Linked DNA regions of Arachis hypogaea: region 1 is linked to region 2. A link is a contact called in public Hi-C data. All regions are on one chromosome and are shown on one strand. Each heading gives the region's core, a stretch centred on a gene start, on an enhancer-like site or on the middle of the called end of the contact. The rest is flanking DNA. Distances are from core to core; before and after follow the strand shown. Region 1 holds the start of LOC112715403 (nuclear pore complex protein NUP88). Region 2 has its middle 19 kb from the start of LOC112715399.

Region 1 (2,700 bases), core at 196-2,695, 150 kb after region 2:
ACCTCCAAAAAGTGGAGACACAGGGGACTAAAATTTTTAGAGATGGAGACTGAAACTTTAATAACATTTTATACCTAAAATACCTTTATTTTAATTAATTAATTCCAATTTTACTCTTTGTACAAATTAAATTAGAATTTCATTCTTGTTTCAATTTATGTCTCCCACTTTGCACCAAACAGAATACTGAGATTTATTTCAATCTCTGTCTCTTAGTCTCTGTCTCTCAATCTCAGTCTTTCCGTCTTTGTCTCTCTACCAAATGCTACCTAGGGAGTTAGGGTTGCACGAAGAAAATGCCGTTTCTTTGGAAAAATTAAAAAATCAGACGTGTCACAGTTCGGTTCGACCGACCGGTCCCCGGCCGATTTGACAGTCCAACCCTGGTTTCCCAATCTTTCGGTTATAGCTTCTGTCCGAACTGTATTTGTCAGTTGTTCACGGTTTGACCGGCCGATTCGAACCGATTTTCAGAACATTGGTGGTAATACATAGTGTTTTTTAATATAATGTACTTGGGTTCGAATTTTAGTAATGAGTAAATAGTAGATAAAATCCTTAAGGGTGTGTATGGTTAGAAAAATTATAAATAATTTCTAGAAATTTTGAGATGGGAATATCATATTCTCATGTTTGGTTCAAAGTTTGAAAAGCTATTCCCAAACATGTTTGATTCCAGGGAATTAAAATACCATTATTTTAATTTTCACATTCTCCTTAGGTATATTTGATTCACATGGAAATGGAATCTGAGTAACAAAGTAATACTTGAACCATACATTCTAAATATGTGAACTGTGTATGTAAATTTGTGGTGTCTAAGATGGAAAATTGTCTAATCCATCTTATTAAAAAATTTAATTTTTATATATTGACATATCTAATTAAATTTATGTATTTAGATAATTAAATAATAAATTTAAAAATTAATTATTATTTACAATATAAATTTATTATTTATATAAAACTTGTTTAGCAGTGGTATTAATTGTGTATAAAAATTAAATTAAAAAAGTAATTAGTAAAAAAGTAATAAAGCAATTCTTTCTACTGGAGAAAAAATTAAAATTTTATGTGAAATTGAAAAAATAAATTAAGTATGTAAAATATAATATTATAATAAGATTTAAATTGTAAAATTATCAGACCTAATATAAATTTTGTAAGATCGATTATAATCTGTAATATCAAAAAAATGTAAGAGTTAAATTGAGATTCCAGCTAAACTGAGTATATAACGATATTTGGTAACCGATGACGAGCCAGAAAGTATGGTTCTAAAAACCGAACCACCGGGAACTGGCTAGAAAAAGGTCTGGTCTGCTGTCTATAACCGCCCATTTAAAAACCGTTTGAAAACCGCTAAACCGGATGGAAACCGGTCGGTTGGACCGGGCCAGAAACCGTCCTGTTATGTATAAACGGCGCCGTTTTGGAATTTAAAAAAATAAAAAATGTCACTCCCGGTCAGCCCCCCCCTCTCCCTTTCCCATTCGTGAGTCTCACCCCTCATCTGAAGCCCAAAAATCAACGTTACCAAACCAAAACCCTAGCTTCCTCCTCAACGGTTCTACCGCAGTGCCGCCGCCGTCCGTGTTGTCGGCGCCGTCCGTACTTCCTCTTTCCCCCTGTCCCGAACCCAAGCCCTCTCTTGTAGGCTATAGCTCGGCACGTCGGCCCCATCCTCCGGCTTCTCTGTTCGAGGCTTGGAGCAGCTCGCCGTCGTGTCGCGGCTCGCCACTCGCCGCTCGCCGTCCGTCTCTCCGTCGAAGGTTAGTGGCACTGCTTTCACTTCTTCGGTTCTTCCTTTTATGCTCTGTTGAGTGTTTTCTGAATGTGAAACTGTGAATGGATTAATGGAAAGTTGGAATCCAAATCATTATTGAAATTTTGTGCTGCTGCTGTTTTTTTTTAATTTCTGAAATTTTTGTTGAACTACTGCTGATTTTATGCTGGTTTAGTGTGGTTAGTTTATGCTCTGTTTTGTAATGTTTGTTGCTGGATGGTGATTGTTCTTGATTCTTGGCTCTGTTTAGTCTCTTGTGCTGTTGGTAATGATGTTTTTGATTGGGTTTATCCTTTGAGAGCTACTGTTAGTGTGGTCTGGTGCTGTTTAGTCTCTGTTTAGTTTCTTGTTGAACTGCCAGTGCTGCTACCTCTGTTGCTGTTTCTGTCGTGCCTTGCCATCTTGTTACCACTGATTTCATCTGCCTTCATTCTTGTTCTACTTCAAAATCATGCTAAATTTGTGAGTGTCCGCTCTTTTTGAATATGTTTATAAATAATAAGATTAGACATTGATTTTTCTGATTATGGTTTTTGTCTGTATTTGATGTTGTTCAAATTTCATGATTTTGTTACTGGCTCCTGAAAGTTGGATTTATTTTTCTAATATGCTTAACATCAAAAAGATTTGGAAGAGTTTGTTACTCTTTATTAAGAATGTGCTGAAACTTTGTTAAAATTTGGCTGAAAATTTTGTTATTAGATAGATAGATAGATGGGATATGCCAAACTGAAACTTGAAGGTGGAGAATGTTTCTTATGTCCAGTTGCTTATAGGGAGTGAAAATGACATGTTACCTCAAAGAGGAATGTTGGCAGCCCCAAGAATGGCAAGCCTTAGGAGCTTGCTGAGGCTTGTCACCCTTCATTGGCCCTTTTCATGGATGAGATCAAGATTGGATGAAATCAATAACA
Region 2 (2,700 bases), core at 86-2,585:
TATTTGTTCTAACAAAAAACACTAAATTTCAATACCCATTACAACAAATAAAACAGGTAATACTAAAAAAAATCACTTATTTTAGTTATTTTAGACATCATTTTTATTTCTAATTTAAATTATTTATTGATTATATAAACCAACTTCGCCAACACTAATATCATCAGACGAAGATCACATACCCATCAAGAGATTAAGGAGAAAGAAAACTATACAAATTCAAAACACATATTCGGAAGAAGGACATACTTGCAAAGATGAAACAAACAACACAATAGAAAGTGCATATAACTCAATAATTCATAGAACATGCCTTTACAAGAACTTACACAGAAAGAAGAAAATAACAATTCTAACAACAACCAATAAAAAAAAAGAAGACGAGCGCCACACAAAAAAACTGTTTATCAACTAAAACAAATGTAAAACTCAAATCACCAAATAAAAATATCATTTTATACGTACAACTCTAATATCTAAATTTTTTGTATTATAAATTATTTTAAATAAAATATCTTTTAAATTAACTTTAATTTATATATTTAATTTAATTAATTCTACAAAACATAACAATTTTTAATATTTATTATATATTATCATTAATTTACCGCTTTGCTTATCGGACGCATCTTGTTCTAATTTTAATAACTATGCTTTGGCTCTTTCAACATAAGATTATATGGCGTGGCGGTCAATTTGGTCTCACTCAAAAGCCAACCAAGTACAAAGCATATGCTCTGGATGCAACTTGGCGGTGGTGGTTATTCATTACTCACATAATTAGAAATGGCGGAAATTGCTAGGACGACACAAAATAATATACTTTCATCACAAAAAATAATATACTTTCTATTTTGGTGGCCTTTTTTTTTATCGAAAATAGAGAGATTCGAACTCGCAACTTTTTAGTTGAGTATAGAAATATTATGTTATTTGAGTTATAATTCATTAGTTTTTGATGACCTATTTAGGACCACATATTTTATTTTATTACATAAATAAAATTTTTACTTTTGATAAAAAATATATAATATACTTAAATATTTCTTTTTTTTTTGGTTTTCATAAAAAAAAATACCATAGAATATGGCCATAGAATCTGGAAGAAGAATGCTTGCATTTTCTCTTTTTTATGTTAGGGCCAATAGGCCCATGAGACGAACCCGAACCCACGATGCTGCAGCAACCCATGAACAAATAGAATCTCTTTTTTTGGTCCTGAAATAGAAAGCTTTCATTTCTGGCTCTAGAATTTGAAATGTTATGGGCCGAATGGTGTGTTGATCCAGTAACGGTCCATATCATAGAGCCCAAATATTATCACTGTGTGTTTTTGTTAAAAAGTATTATAACTTTAGCTGGGGGCTACCTTCCTCTTGGACTTCAAAAGGCCCAAAATTCCCAGGAAATGGTTATAAGGGAAACAAGAGTAATCCAAATTTACTGAGCCAGTTTTCATTTTTGGACAAAATACAACTCTATTTTATAGTGAGCTTATTGTCAACCCCTGAACGCTGAACCCCGGCACTTTTTAATTTTTTCAAACCCAGGGATGGTTCCTTATACTTTCTTATAGTGAGCCCAAACAGCTGAGCCTTTAGTTTAGTGATCCATCGTCATGCGTTTAAAATGCTGTATCTTGGTTCAAGTTTCACTAGGCACAGTAGATGAACCATTAATAGTGACCAAAAAAAAAGCAAAATAGCTATATAAAATCAATTTAGGTTGATTTAGTAGTTAACTCATTTCTAAAAAATATCAACGAAAAAAATAGCGATATAAAAAATTGTATTTCTTATTCCTTCTAGTTTCATGCTTATAAAAGCTAAATATCCCTAAAATCATTTATTCTAATTACAAAAAGTAAAAAAGTTACTCTTCCCTAATAAACTATGCTTTAAAATGTTGAAGGGATCGCCAAGCAACTGATATTTAATTTTTATTTATTCAAATTGTTTTCTAGAAATCATTATCCAATAAATTAATATAAATCTAGCTATTAGTATAAAGAACTTATCAAGCCTTATACAACAATCCCTTTCTAGAAATAAAAAGTAGTATTTGTTTTGAGGTATTAAGACAGAAATTAAAAGATTAATATTTAGTATTATATTTGTTAATTTAAAAATTGATACTAAAATTTTTGTCTGTTATCAAAATTTTAGTATTTCAATACTTTTAAAAATTAAGACATAGAAACTACAATTTTTAAAAATGGAGACTGAAATTTTATTAATATTTTATACCTAAAATACTTTCATTTTAATTAATTAATTCCAATTTTACTCTTTGTACAAATTAAATTAGAATTTTATTCTTATTTCAATTTTTGTCTCCTACTTTACACCAAACAGAATACTAAAATTTATTTCTGTTTCTTAGTCTCTGTCTCTCAGCCTCATTTTTTCGCCTCTGTCTCTCCACCAAATACTACCAAAATAATTCTCATTTAAAATATAATAATTAATAATTAGTAATAATAATAAATTAAAAATCATGCTTATGCCTACCCTAATTATTCTGATCCCTAACTTATCCGCGTAGAGTGCGTGTGTAAATCACGTTAGTACGTGCCCTTATGTTTTGTCCCTTGGTTAATACGAAAAATTAAGAGGGGCCACAAACACAAAATGGTTCAACTCTAGGAAGCAAAGTCACACTATTTTTGGTGAACCTTCGTTTTGTGTCCGTTTTCACAAA

The links. Hi-C and Micro-C count contacts between places; a contact is called where the count stands out from the background.
Region 1: a contact with region 2 is called in a Hi-C map of leaf, with 2.5 times the contacts expected there. The contact joins the promoter of LOC112715403 here to the enhancer-like site in region 2. A contact is called at or near these places in 2 of 8 Hi-C or Micro-C datasets (leaf and an unstated tissue).

What each region holds. Positions count from the first base shown.
Region 1 is chr10:24,544,340-24,547,039 of arahy.Tifrunner.gnm2.J5K5, forward strand. It overlaps LOC112715403 (nuclear pore complex protein NUP88), which reads left to right and starts at 1,446. Exons shown (of 11, transcript XM_025767166.3): 1 at 1,446-1,772; 2 at 2,553-2,700.
Region 2 is chr10:24,393,291-24,395,990 of arahy.Tifrunner.gnm2.J5K5, forward strand. No RefSeq gene overlaps it. Among protein-coding and RNA genes, the nearest start is that of LOC112715399, 19 kb to the left of the region's middle. Within about 2 kb of position 1,336, at least 3 of the 3 cell types and tissues checked have open chromatin away from gene starts, as enhancers often do.